Linked DNA regions of Mus musculus: region 2 is linked to region 1. Evidence: chromatin contacts called from public Hi-C data. All regions are on one chromosome and are shown on one strand. The core of a region is the stretch at or near the end of the contact, and the rest is flanking DNA. Distances in the headings are between cores, read along the strand shown. Region 1 overlaps Gm32979 (a long non-coding RNA gene). Region 2 has its middle 20 kb from the start of Gm41818.

Region 1 (7,311 bases), core at 2,054-4,553:
AGAGCTTGGGGGAACTGCTTCATCATCAATGGAACAGACTGATTGATGGATCACGACGTACAAGAACAATAACAGCATTAAATGTGCAAATAAAATGCCTTCCACCAAAGTAGGTTGAATGGGCCCCGACTGTTAACAGCTGTTTTGTTAGCAACATTCAACACTGAAGTCTAGCCTTGAGTCGGTAATCTTGATGGCCACATGGAGTCATCACGACTTTGCAGATTCAGTTACTCCGCTCTTAAGCAAACAGGCATTTTCAGGGAGAGAAGAAGGAAGCCATCTTTAAACAAGGATCTATCAGAGAAACAGATGAACCCAATCCAATAAGAATGATTATACTAGAAATAAGAGGCCTTGGCTTTCAGCATATTCTGAGTGAGCAGCTATGTTCAATGTGTATCCCCTAATGACTCCCAGAACACTGGAAAACCTTTCAACAGGCTATCTCAGAGCAAAGTGAAGTGTGTTGCTTGTGAGGTAGGACAAGGCACAGGCACAGATCACTGTCCCATCCAAGGCTGTGGAGTGTCTCTGCTGTATACTGTACACTCTGAGCCCACGGGAACTGTGCATTTGAACACTGTATGTATCTTGTTTCTTTTTTGTTTGTTTGTTTGTTTGTTTGTTTTGTTTTTTTTCGAGACAGGGTTTCTCTGTGTAACCCTGGCTGTCCTGGAACTCACTCTGTAGACCAGGCTGGCCTTGAACTCAGAAATCCGCTTGCCTCTGCCTCCCAAGTGCTGGGATTAAAGATGTGTACCACCACCTCCTGGCACATGTATCTTATTTCTTGAAGAACAATTTATGGTTGGCCTTTGTGTCTCATTACAGATCAAGGCAGAACCTACAGGACTGGTCTAGAATACTCTCCTCACGTTCAGCTTCTCAGAGCAGCTTTCCTTGGCAAAGTTGCTGTCCTGATAATGTAATAGATTATTAACAGATTGTGTAATAAGGACATACAACATCAGAATCAACCCATTCACTCTTATCCCATTTAAATGTAATGGGCAGTGGGGGGAGGGGGAGAGAAGAAACTCACCTTGGAGAGGTTGTTATTGTAGACACGCCCTGGTAACCAGCTCTTCCTGAGTAACTGCTTGCTTACCTCACCCAGTCGAGGGAGCTTACCTTTCTGCGAGCTATTCTAGTTCTGCCCCTAAGACTCAAAGTCTCCTATTTTGGTATTTATGGAGAACACAATTTTGCATTATACAACACTAACACCTTACTTTTCAGTGAAGATACATACATATTTTTGTTTGTTTGTTTAGAGGGAATTTCTAGTGTTTAAATACATTTTTTTTCTAGGAGACTTCATATTTTAGTAAATGGACAAAAACCTTCTTTTAAAAAAATTATGCCAAGTACAGTCAGTTTGTTTTTCATTGCATTCCACTTCTTTTCTGGGGCATAGTATCACCTGTAGCCCAGGCTAGCCAGGAAATCACTATGTAGCCAGCCCAGCGCAACTTTAAACTTTTGTTGATTCTTTTGGTAAATGCTATGAATTACTAGGCCCATCATTCATTACAGTGAATGATACCGAAATCATTATAGCATAAAACACACAAAATTAATAAAGGGACAAAGCCAAGACTTCTACAAGTTATCTCCAAGGGTGATGGAAATTTGACAAATTCCATTTCCAGATCTCTCACTGTGGAGACTGAGGAGAGTCCAGTAACTGGTCTGTTGGCAGCACATGTGTGTGTCTGCATGTGCCAAGATAAAAAGCACATGTGTTTGTCTACAAGTCCAAAGATAAAACTGTAGACCACGGATCCCAAATTGATGTTTATTTTCATAGCCGTGATTTAATTTCCTAGTATGGTGTTTTACAAAAGTTAACTTGCTACAACCGTGTATAAGGTGGCAAAAGACATCTCCCTGTGGGGACTTTTGTAATCTCTTAAGAATTAGAAAATGTTAGCACCAGGCTTATAAATTTCAGTGGGAAAAGTGACTGGAGTTAGAGAGAGAGAGTAGCAGGGAGTGGGGCCCAGATTTTCCAATTGCCTGATCTTTCTGTACACTACTGGCCTGGTCCCCGTAGAAAGTGAAGTTTGAAGAAAATTCCCTTTGAGGAGCTTTTAGTGTGGTTGCTTATGGTCTGTGGATGGTGCCTTATCGTTAGGCAGGCTTCACATGCTGATGTATGGAAGATTTGAGGGCTCCAGTTGTCTGCATCTTTGAAACTAGTGGAGTTGAAGAGTCACAGTGGAACAGGCAGGAATTCTGTAGTCCTGAGAGTGCTGAAGACGGCAGCAGGCATTTTAGGAACACATAAGGAGGGACTGTGTAAGATTTCTATCATCCTACAAAGCAGCTTAAAATCTTCTATTTTTAACTTTCATTTATCCAATCCTTTTATTGATGTTCATTAGTAATGTGGTTCTCTTGGCTTTATTATAATTTATGGAGACTGCCATAGGTGGGCACAACACGGTCATAGATATTAACTAGAGTTTTCATCCATTTTACCTAAAATTTGCTGTTTGGACTTCCGAGCACAGCCTTTGGCCCCCTTCCTATCCTTGACTCTGAGGACAAAGTTTGTGAATATAAATGTCCTCAGATTGCATTTGTTATTATCACAAGGTAATGTGCACACATGGCAGTGAACAGCAGCCTTGGGCACTTAGCTTGACTTTCATGGGGAAAAACCTAAAACTAAAAACCTAAGGGATTATATAGCAATAACCCCAGCCTTGACTGACAAACCAGTAGACCTGTTTGAGGTTCTGTTCAGCCATAAATACTTGGTTTTCAATTACTTCAGTTATTACAATGCCTGAATTAATTAATCAAGCAACTTTGTGTGCTGGAAAGACATCCTTTTTAGGATGCTGTGGCTATCCATTCCTGTCCCTCGGTTGCCGCAGAGCTGTGAGACAGGTTCATTTCGGAAAGTTGAGCTCCTGAGGCTCTTCTTGCCTTACTGACAGTCTGAAAAGACGTGACTTCAGATCCATAAACGATGTCACCACTTCAAAGAGGTATAATCCCGTCTTTGATCCACTCCTCTAGCCCCTCGGAGGAGGAGGAGGATGTGTGAGAGAGAGTAGGGAACTGGGAGAAATGAGCCTTTGGGACAGGGGGAGGCTTGTCTCTAATTATCAGCTTTCCTGCTGCTCTCTGCCCACCTCTGGCTTCTAAGTTTCAGGTATAGGGAAGGATGACTCAAGGCTTAAGGGAGCCAGTCCCAGGAGCTGATACTGTTTTCCTGACCCTGCCTAAGCTACTCTGATCTTGGGTCATGACCTCAAACAGGAAGTGCTGCTAAGCTCCTCCAAACGCGGTATGTGAATGAGGGGGTGGAGTTTAGCACACACAAGCCCAGCTGCCAGCCGTTCATGTTTACAAGGGATCAAGAATTGGTCACTTAAGGTCAAGAATATATTCTTTCTTCTCCCTGCAGGCGTGCACAGTATTGTGTTACAGACTAGGAGAAATACGGACGTCAACTCCAAAGTTCTAGTTTTTCTTCTATGTTGCCTGAACGTACGTTTTGAGCTCCAAAGAACTTTGTGAACAGAGTGGCTTAAATTCAGCTCTGTCCACCTCTAATGAGTTTTCTAGAGGGAAATTTAAAGCCAAATCTTTAAACACACTCCTTCTGAGATACAATTAATATTTGGGAATAAATAGACGTTTGAACAAAGTAGTAGGAAACCACAGTTGAAGGGTATTTAAGAGGGCACGTCCAGCTTTCCTCCCGAGGACAGTGTGAATCACCAGCTCGCTCTGAGTCCTTCTTTCTGACCGGATTAATTTTCTCTCCTTCTGAGGTTTTGCTGCTTCAGGAAACCACACGTTTAGCCAAGAGCTGGTTTCCCTGGTTGTCAGTGGTCACAGTATCTGGTGTTAAAAAACAAAAACAAAAACAAAAACAAAAACAAAAAAACCCCTCTGTTCTCAGCTCACTATCAGGTAAGCTTCATAGCAGGGCTGTTCTCCGCAGTGTCCCAATTGGCATCCATCAGCTCAGCTCTGTCCACCTGTGCACATCAAGGAATGCCATTAATGCTTCTCTCATGAGGAGATTTGGGGAGGGAAGAGAGATGCTTTCCAGTTCATCTTTCTTTTCATTCATTTAAGCAAGTGTTGATCCCCATAAATTATTTATTCAAGCAGTGGAAGCTACCTCCCCAGGTGCAAAACAATCTTCTACAGGCTTGCTACTGCGCTGCTGAATGGGGGAGGAGTCAATACCTTTTAGGAGTTAGGAAGTTGTAAAAACAGGAGTCTTCTGTTTATGTATGGAAATGAGCTCTTGGTGAAATACACTGGAAACAAGAAAACGAAACCTGGTTTCACAAAGGGTATACATCAAATTGAAAAGAACAAAATCAACTGGTGATAAGACTTAGATTTGCTATGGACCCTTAAGGTTGAGAAGGGCTCCCATTTATGAGGGAACAGCCGGCCCATTCTTCATCTCATTACTAACGGTGTCTGCTTCCCACAGCTTTTCTGAGGGGGTCAGAGGAAGGTAAAGAAGGTGAATAGGGTGGACAAAGATGCACTTGGCTGTGGTGTCTACATGAGAAGTCTAGTGCCCCGGGACAGGCAGATATGTCACATACGTGGCAATAAATATGTTTGCCATGTTAATACATTGAGTGCTCACATCAAACTCTTAAGAATATAATATTCATTTACCTCATTCTGTAGTGAAGGGAACTGAGGAAGCCTGAGGTCAAGGGATATGTGGAAAGTCACAGAACTTGCTGGGAAGATAAGCTCAGATCCCCACATAGGTGATGTTGTTGGCTGTAAGGAGTTCCTTGCACACATGGACTTCTGAAAGATGGAGTTCTGTGTTTCACAAAGTCTAGTATGGAAGTTCACATGCCTCACCCCAGCCTAGAATGCTTCTTAAGATGAAGTTTCCAGCTAGTGTTTGAGCATCTCTGGGAATGTGGCCTGAGAATTCATGTTTAGTAGCTCTGTTCTCCACGTTGAGGTTGGTGAACTGCTGTCCTAGAAAGTGGTGAAGAAAGATGGACAGAAATGCCTTTTGTTTTCAGGACATAGTAGGGCACACTATAAACCTCTCCAGATTTTACACACACACACACACACACACACACACACACACACACACACACACTCTCACATACATACCACTTACAGGCACACTTTTACTTCTTCATCTCCAGATGGATATCTTTTACTTTTGTTCTTCTGTAGTTGCGTTAGCTAGAACATTTAGTTCAATGTTGAAGGAGGATGAAAGTGAACATCGCTGCCTTGTTTCAAATCTTCCAGCTTTTGAAGAGAAGATCTGAGAAGGTCATGGTTAATATACTGGAGATTCTCTTGTGAAACCCATAGTTTGGGATCTTTTGTTACTAACCTAGATTCTACTGAGAAAGACTTATGTACTAGAAGCACCAGGTTTACTTCTAGTTCTTTCAGACTGCAAATGCAGTCTTCTTAAGACCCATGTATAAGCGGATCTTTCTGGACCGTTAATGGACGATGGGAAGTCTTCATCAATTGGCACACAATGTAAGGAGTAGTAATAAGTCAGTGGTTTTCCCCCTTTGGAGGAGTCTTATTGCAATGCATGAGGAATATTTTCAAATTATGCACTATAATTGGCACTGAATCAAGATATTGCCATTTTTTTAAACTTTCTAGACCATTACAATCTACTGTCTGGTTAAGAAGAGCTATAGTATCGAAGCCAAAATCAAGAGGTAACAGTGATTCCTGAGTTCTGCCAAGATCCCCACAAATAGAAATTCACAGTGATGAAAAATAAAAGGCTACAGTTGCTTAAATTATTCCTAAACTAGTTGTTGTAAAGCAAACATCCAGAATGCTCACAGAGTCTGAGAATCAGGACTTCAAGCAAAACTTGGGGTGATATCCTTCTCTGTACCTTTGTGATGGAAGTTGAAGTTGGGGGTTACCTGAAGTTTAACTCACTGACAGATACAATTGTTTCCTGTTATCAGTTGGTACACTTGATAACACTGTGGGCTAAGCCACCTCCATATAGCTTCTATGGGTTCTAGCCTTTCTTAGTATGTAGTATTTTGGTTCTAAGGACAAGAATTCCAACAAGCCAGATGATACATCACCTTCTTATAATTACATTTGAGACCCAGTTATATGTGGCACTATTTTTTTGTGCTATACTCATTAGAAGGAAGCAAGTAATGTGGACCATAGTCAAATGAGAAGGGTTAGACTCCATCGTTTGTAGGGGTTTGTCAGAATTGTACATGTACCATAAACCATCCCAGGTGCTACAGAAGCAAGGTATGATAATAGGAATTGAGTACTTAGGGGTCAAAATCCTTTCTAAATGCTTCATGTGCATTTCTTTAGTCTTCTTACAACTTATCTCAGATGCCCACCCCCCCTTTCTCTCTCTATATATATATGATTTCTATCTTGTCTGAAACATGACTTACTTGTAAATACTGGTCATAAAATTAAAACCTAGACTTCTAAGATCCTCAATTATTTTCTCACTCACTAGTATGCTTGAACAGAGGAGACATGGGTTCTAGTTCAGAGAACTAATGTGGAAAACAACCCACCATGTTCCAAGAGTTTTTTGTGCTTAAAGCCCTATTAAAAACAATGATGTCTGCTTGCTTTATTTCACCTCTCATCCTGATTTCTAGGACAGATACCTCCAAGAATACCTCTATACTCTGAAATAACCTTGAAGCCATGGACCAGAGCTCTCTGACCCACTGCAGGCTCTGTATGTGAATATCAGATCCTTACTTCCAGAACAAGGTCTCAAGGAAAGATGGGCAGAAGAAAGGAGACAAGGAGAAAATAAAGAGGGGACCCTGTTGCGGAAACAGAAGCCTCCTTATGAAGGAGTTTTGTTTTAGCTGAAAGAAGGAAAATAGGGAGATAAGAGCTTCCATAAATAGCAGGAGTGAAGGCATGGAGGATACGTGACCTTAACAAAAAGGACCAAAGAAGAGGGTGCAGAAGAATGTGGCTCAGATTGAGGGCAGGTGAACTAGATTGCTTCTAGGAACCATAAGTGTTTCTTTAGCTCTCCGTGGGGTTTATCCCTGCTGACACTGACATTCTCAATGCCCTGTGCCCTTTAAGTAATGCCTCAGTGTGTGAGGTAGCTATAAACTTCTTTCTGCTGCCTCTTGTAACTTCAATACTCGTTCCACCATCGATCATTCTTCTCATGTCCCTTCTTTCCTTGTGATGAAGTTTAGATCCTTGATGTCTAAGTTCACTTCCAGCTCCAGGGTTGATTCATTGAAACCTTCGCAGGAGGGGTTTGGTCACAGGAAATTCCCCCTTACTCTT
Region 2 (7,311 bases), core at 3,403-5,902, 600 kb before region 1:
AGTAACGATGGGCTGGGTAGAGAGCTCAGTAGTTAAGGACATTGGCTGCTCTTGCAGAGGATCCAAGTTAGGGTTCCAGCATACCCCCAAACTGCTTACAACCCACTGTAACTCCAGGGCATCTAGTGTTCTCTGGTGGAACATGCCCGCACGAGCACACACACCCCATAGTCACACATATTGCATAACCAAAATTATTTTAAAAAATCTTTTTAAAATGAAAAATAAAGAAATGACATCAATATCTCACACTATCAAGAAGAAGAAGAAGGAGGGGGGAGGGGGAGGAGGAGGGGGAGGGGGAGGAGGAGGAGGAAGGGAACTACAGCTGTAAAGAGACACTTTTCAAAACGGTGTTTGCCTCTCTCTTTGTTAGCCCTGTCAACAGCAAATTATTAGCCAGATTTGACATTCTCTGCCTTGACTGCATTACAGAAAATCAGAAATAGAATCAGACACCCCTTGACCTGGAAGGCACTGACAACTGCTTCGTTTTTTCCCAGAGGACCAAGACCCTGTGAGGGTGGAGTATTGAGATGGTCTGATTGACTGCTAAGCTGGCATCAGAATCCAGATCCATTAACCCAGCCCACCTTGTCTGTCATGACATGTGGCCTTGAGCTAGACCTTTAGCTATTACACTGACGTTAGAGTAAAGTCTGTCTTAACTCAAGAATAGCCACAATATCAAAACAAAAATATGATTATTTAAGACCAGTGACAGAGCAAGTGCTTACTTCGCCTGTGTTAGGCACAAAACCCAACGTTATGACCCCATGAGGAGCCTGAAGAGGCTAAGGCAGGAGGATCCTAGACTTCAGGTCAGCCTGGGCAGTTACAGTTTGACACCAAATTTGAACCTTTCTATTCTTTGCTTTTCCCATTTAATTCATACGTAGAAACTTTCAATGTAGACAATATTATATCAAATGATGTGTTTTAGTTGCAAACACTTTTTCTCTAATTAATATTATTATGACATATGATGGTATTGGGGGGCAGCAGGAGAGGGTACCTGGTGGGCCCATGCCAAGATGCCCCCTGAGAAATCACACCAAGCAACTGACCTAGTATAATGGAGGTTTACTAGAGACAAGGAGGGCAGTTAGGGCCTAGAGAAGGAGAAGGAGTAGAGGCAGACAGATGGGAGCGGAGCAATGGGAACAGAGAAGGGGGAACAGGGAAGGGCAGAAGTGAGGGGGGGCAGGAACACATGAGAATAGAGAGAGGGAACCAGATGGCAAGCAGTTCTTTTATATGCTGTCCATACCTGGCAGCAGCGGGTAATGTCAGCAGATGATGGCATAAGCTGTTGCCAGGTCCCTGGGAGGAGCCTAGCAGAATCACCTATAAGCAAACAGATACACTTAAAAATTCAGAAATATGGCTCATGTAATTTTGTAAAAGTTACTTTTGTTGGTAATAAGGGAAATTAAGGGCTAGAGAGATGGCTCAGCGGATAAGAGCACAGACTGCTCTTCCAAAGGTCCTGAGTTCAAATTCCAGCAACCACATGGTGGCTCACAACCATCTGTAATGAGATCTGATGCCCTCTTCTGGTGCATCTGAAGACAGCTACAGTGTACTTACATATAATAATAAATGAGTTTTTTTTAAAAAAATAAGGGAGATGAATATTAAAAAATGTTGTATATATTCAGGAAAATGTTATAATGAAACCTATTATTTTGTACGACTAGTATACACTAGTAAAAAATTTAAAAGTCACTTTGCAAACATACCAAGAAAACCAAATTTAGAAAACATTATTTTAAGTTTGTAGTGTCCTGCATAGGTTATCTTGTCCAGTGTCATCATAGGTAATTCAAAGACAAGAAAGTCATGAGCACCTCACTCTGGTAGAACAGTTACACCAGAGGGGGGGTGAGGGGAAGGGGCAGAGGGAGAGGAAGGGGAGGGGGAGGGGAGAGGGGAGGGGGAGGGGGGAGAGGGGAAGGGAGAGAGGGGGGGAGGGGTAGAGGGAGAGGGAGGGGAGGGGTAGAGGGAGAGGGAGGGGAGGGGAGAGAGAGGGGAGGTGTAGAGGGAGAGGGAGAAGAAGGGGGAGGAGATCTGCCTGACTCTTCCTGAGTGCTGGAAGGAAAGGCCTGTACCCCATCACTGCCAGGTTTTCTGTTGTTTGTTTGTTTTGTTTTGTTTTTAAGATTAAAATTGTTGGGCTGGCAAGATGGCTCAATGGTTAAGAGCGCTAATTGCTCTTCCGAAGATCCTGAGTTCAAGTCCCAGCAACCACATGGTGGCTCACAACCATCCGTAACGAAACCTGATGCCTTCTGGAGTGTCTGAAGACAGCTACAGTGTACTTAGATATAATAAATAAATAAATCTTTTTTTAAAAAAAAGATTAAAATTGTTAAAAGAGCTCTCTACCTGTCTCTTTTTTAAGGAGCAAGGACTTCTCTTGGCTCACAGGGCACAGTTGCTCTTGGGGAAGGCACCTCACTGGAAATGGCTCACAGCTGTGATAGCAGGAGTGCGAGGCAGCTTCTCCACATCTCAGTATGAGGTACAGCAGAGAGAGACTCAAGTTGTCTTTATACAGATACAAACATGGCTTCATGTCCTCAGACCTTTGGAACTAAGGGAGAGTGGCTGTCAGTGATCGACAGCAATCAAACGCTCTCAGTCTTCACATTACACATTGGCAGAGATTTTTAAAGAGAATTTCCCATGCTGGCAAAAATATTGAGACATTTGTCCTAGGCATGAACATAAATCTGCATTTGCTTTCTGGAAGATTATTTGGCATTGGAACCACAAGTTTAAAGCTAGAGGCAAGTCATCATGACCTCTGACTTGACAAAGTTGCTTCTAAGAATTTGCCTGTCATGGGGTTGGGGAGGTGGCTCGGTAGTAGAGCATGTGCTGTCTAAAACATGAGGAGCAGAGCCTGGATTCCCAGCGCCCACAGAGGAAGCCAGGTGTGATGGTATGCATCGGTACTCCCAATGCTTTGGGACAGAGACAGGCAGAGGCTTACAGTCTAGCAGAGACAGCAAGATCCTGATCCACTGAGAGATCCTGTTTCAAAAAATGAGGTAGAGAAGCAGTTGAGGAAGGCATCTAGACATCAGAAAGATCTGGCCTCATGTGAGCCCACGTGTGCTGGTGCATTTATACAACACACACACACACACACACACACACACACACATGCAGATAGAGAAAAAGAGATTTCAACTATGAAAGCAATCGGAATTAAAGAAAAGGGAAATGCATTGCTATTTATTTATAACAACAACACACACCAAATAAATAATAATCTAATACATAAGTAGTCAACAACAGGGAACTGGCATTTGCCAGGCATGGTAGAGCTTGCCTGTAAGCCTACCACTTAGAATGAAAGGCAATGGGATTAGGAGTTAGAGGTTATCTCAGTTTGCATATTGAGGTCGTCTTCAAAAGCGAAAACCAGAGCTAGGTATAGAAGTGCAGGTCTATAATCCCAACACTTGGACGTGGAAGCAGGAGCAGCAGGGTTCAAGGCCATCCTTGGCTACTTAATGAGTTTGTGATCTGTCTGGGCAACTCAAGATCCTATTTTCAAAACAGTAACAACAGAATAATTCCAAATGTCTAGGATGTAACTCTGTTTGTAGCGCACTTACCTAGCATAAATGAATCCCTGGGTTCAATCCCCCGCTCCACATAAAACCATACATGGACGTACAGGCCAGGTCTGAAGTGCCAGCATGCAGGAGATGGAGGCAGGAGGCTCAGAAGGTCAAGTTTATTCTCTGCTACATAGTAAGTTCAAGGCTGGCCTTGGCTACTTAAGATACAGTCTTGGGGATGGGGGGGGGGGGGCAAAAACAAAACAACAGAAGATTAGCAAGCATATTACAGTATTACATATTACAGTATGAACATAGACTGAAATAACTGCAGCTGGTGAATGCTTTATAACTGAGACTTAGTGAGACATGGGAATGTGCATAATGCATTCCATGGAGAAAGACTGCACACATAGAAAATCCATATAAATAGTTATCATTTGTGGGATGAGGAGGATGTAGTCTACCAATGAGGAACCCCCCCACCCCGGTGTGTGTGTGTGTGTGTGTGTGTGTGTGTGTGTGTGTGTGTGTGTACACTTGAAAAAATACAAAAATACATTAAAAAGACTTCATGGTAACTCTCCTTGGTAGCACGATGAGTTGGTACTTATTTCTATTCTGTATTCCTCTGTGCTGTGCAAAGTTCCTATAATAGACATGTGGTATACTGGTCAAAGGATAAAGACTTACATAGAAATAGCTTTATGAAGCATTTGACTTCACACAATAAATGTGTGTGTCTTTTACACTTTAATCTTAGACAAAAAGCCAATAAGTGCAATACGTGGATATTTTTTTAAAGCCGGGCCTTTCTAAGCGACTCTCCAAATGTGATGGGGACATGTTTCAGAGAACGTGTCCAACAGTGCGAAGGGCTGGCTGTTCCTGACACTTACTGATGCCAGGGTACATGAAGCCTTTGTCGGCCTCAAGCGCATGCACCCTTTACTAGGAGGCTGAACACAGGCTTCCTTCTCCGAGCCCACTGCAATCCCAGCGGAAGCACCTGGGAGGACTGGCCCAGAGCCACGCTATGTCCTCCAACACTCTGTGAGAGCCACGGAAAAGCCAGCTCCTCACAGAATCGGCAGATGGCGGGACTTCCTCTTGGCTCCCGTGCATCCAGCCATATTGGTGCAAGCACAACTGAGAAAGGCAAGCTGGTTCCCCAGGGCCGAGTGACATGAGTGTTCTCCCAGGGGGGTGCTGGGCCAGGCCAGCTGGCATCACCGGCAAAGGAAGATAATGGACAAAATAACGGAAAGAGCTGAAACTGAAGGGCTGGGGGTTGGTGAGGGTACGAGCAGGGCTGTGAGCGCTGGGAAAATGCTGTCGGGAAATGTCCAATGTTCAAGAAGCAAATGAAGCTTTGTGCTGAGAGCTCGCGCCTGGGGCCCCTTCTGATCTTAAGTTATTGCTTCGATAGAATTGAGAGTGGGGTACGGAGTACGTAAATGAGCTATGGAGCTGCTTCTAGTCTGTGAAGACAACACAGGCAGAAATTTATAATGAAAATATACAGGAAACATTTCAGTTAATAAAAAATGTACTCAGTGGCGAGAAGGAGCCAGTTAAAGAAACCACTGTGGCTCCTAACAGAACCGTGGCGCTTCTAATCCAGTGGTTCTCAACCTAAGATCCAAGAGACTTGTGAGGGTTGAACTGCCCTTTCACGGGGGGTTGCCGAAGACCACCAGCCAACACAGATACTTAGATTATAATTCATAACAGTAGCAAAATTACTGTTGTGAAGAAGCAATAAAAATAATTTTGTGGCTTGGGGTCACCGCAACATGGGGAACTGTATTAAAGGATTGCAGCCTTAGCAGCGTTGAAACCCACGGCTCTAATAGGTACAATGATCCTCTATACCACTTATTTCAGAGGATGCTTGGACACCCAGGTTTGGTTTTTCTCTGTTGGTAGAGAAGCGTCCCACCTTACAGTAGTGGGCAGCAAGGGTTTCCTCTGGGAGACATATAGGTTTGGTTAAAAGCATTAGTCCAGTGAGTCGGCACACTATGTCTTGACAGGTTGGTCTTTAAAAATGACTTAAGTCGTCTTACCTAAAGTGTCTTTGTATTTAAAATAGGACGAATAAGAGCCCCCTCTTCCCAGGTGCTCCTGTAGAGAGAAAATACCTGAAGTACTCCAGGTCACCTCTTAGTATGTTATTGGTATTTATTTTAATAAAGGAGATATTAAGATGCCAGCTTAGACAAAGTACAGGATGCTAAAATGTTAGATTTGGAAGGCACCTTGGGCATAATCTTTAATTTAAATCATCTTACTTTTCATAAAATATCATAACTCACAGAGGTTGGATAGTGTGCAAGGACCCATAATAACCCCCCCCCCATCCTCCTCCTCTCCCTCCTCACCCTTCTCCATGTTACTTATACCAATTCTCTTTGTATTCATACTTTTGGTTAATAGAAAACACACTTTTCTGAAAACCAAAATAAAAATATTTTGCAAATGATTTGGAAATTGTTTCTGCCATTTATAAATTATAAATTTACCTTGACTACTTTAGTTGTTGCTTATAAACACCCAACTGCCATTTCAGACAGTCTTTCCATGATGACCTTGGCATTTGGCTAAACAGCCCAGCTGACCCTTGCCACAGCTCACCCAACCCAGGAGTGAGCCAGGAAACTCAGTCTTTGCCCCTTCAAATAGAGGCAGCCCCGCCTGTTCCGTTACCCTTAGCTTCTCTTGTCACTTTTAACTAGTTGGAAGAAAACAGTTATAAGTTTAGACAAGCCATATGTGTTTCATTCATTCCAATGACACAAAACATCTTTTTTAGAAATTAAAACTGGATGTGCAACAGTGCCTGGCAGGTAGCAAGAAAACAGAGGGAACACAAAACGACAGGTACTGTGTGGTCTCACACGTGAGGAATCTAAGGCCGCTGATCTCATGGAGGTTGCCAGAGGCATCAGTAGTGGGTAACAAAGACTAGGCAGGGAAGGGCAAGGGGGATGGGTAGATATGGGTCATCATGCACCGTGTAGAAAAAAGGTGTGGTGTTTAGTTTAGTGGATGACTATGGTTGGTATGCATACAGATATTTCAAAGTAAAAGTATCCAGGGGTAGTGGTGTATGTGTTTAATCCTAGCATCCCAGAAGCAGAGGCAGGTGGAGCATCATGGTTTTGAGACTGGCCTGGTTTATACAGTGAGGTCCAGGCTAGTCAGAGCTACTTAGAAAAACCTTGTCTCACTGGGTAGTTTTGGTCCATGCCATTAATCCTAGCACTTAGGAGGCAGAGTCAAGCAGATCTCTGAGTTTGGGGCCAGCACGGTCTACAGATTGAGTTCCAGGACTGTCAGGGATACACAGACAAACACTGACTCAAAAAAAAAACAAAAAAAAAAAAAAAAAAAGAAGGGAAGGGAGGGAGGGAGGGAGGGAGGAAGGAAGGAAGGAAGGAAGGAAGGAAGGGAAAAAAGGAAGAAAGAAAAAATCCTGTATCAAAAAAAATTTGTATAAAAAAATTAACTACAAAGATTTTTGACAGTTGTTAGCATGAAGAAATGAAAAATAGAGGCCAGCAGTTAAGAGCACTGACTGCTCTTTCAGATGTCCTGAGTTCAATTCCCAGCAACTACAGGTGGCTCACAACCATCTGTCATGAGATCTGATGCCCTCTTCTGGTGTGTCTGAAGACAGCAACAGTGCACTCACATACATAAAATAAATAAATAATTCTTTAAAAGAAAGAAA

Evidence for each region. Hi-C and Micro-C count contacts between places; a contact is called where the count stands out from the background.
Region 2: a Hi-C map of cerebellar granule neurons shows a contact between it and region 1, with 3 times the contacts expected there. A contact is called at or near these places in 4 of 484 Hi-C or Micro-C datasets (brain, cerebellar granule neurons and cerebellum) and 2 of 130 datasets of targeted methods (astrocytes and bone marrow-derived macrophages).

The regions. Positions count from the first base shown.
Region 1 is chr19:21,140,828-21,148,138 of GRCm38.p6, reverse strand. Gm32979 (a long non-coding RNA gene) reads right to left here. Exons shown (of 3, transcript XR_386592.4): 2 at 4,669-4,989; 3 at 1,700-4,292. Among named protein-coding and RNA genes, the nearest start is that of Gm32979, 7.2 kb to the right of the region's middle.
Region 2 is chr19:21,739,687-21,746,997 of GRCm38.p6, reverse strand. No RefSeq gene overlaps it. Among named protein-coding and RNA genes, the nearest start is that of Gm41818, 20 kb to the right of the region's middle.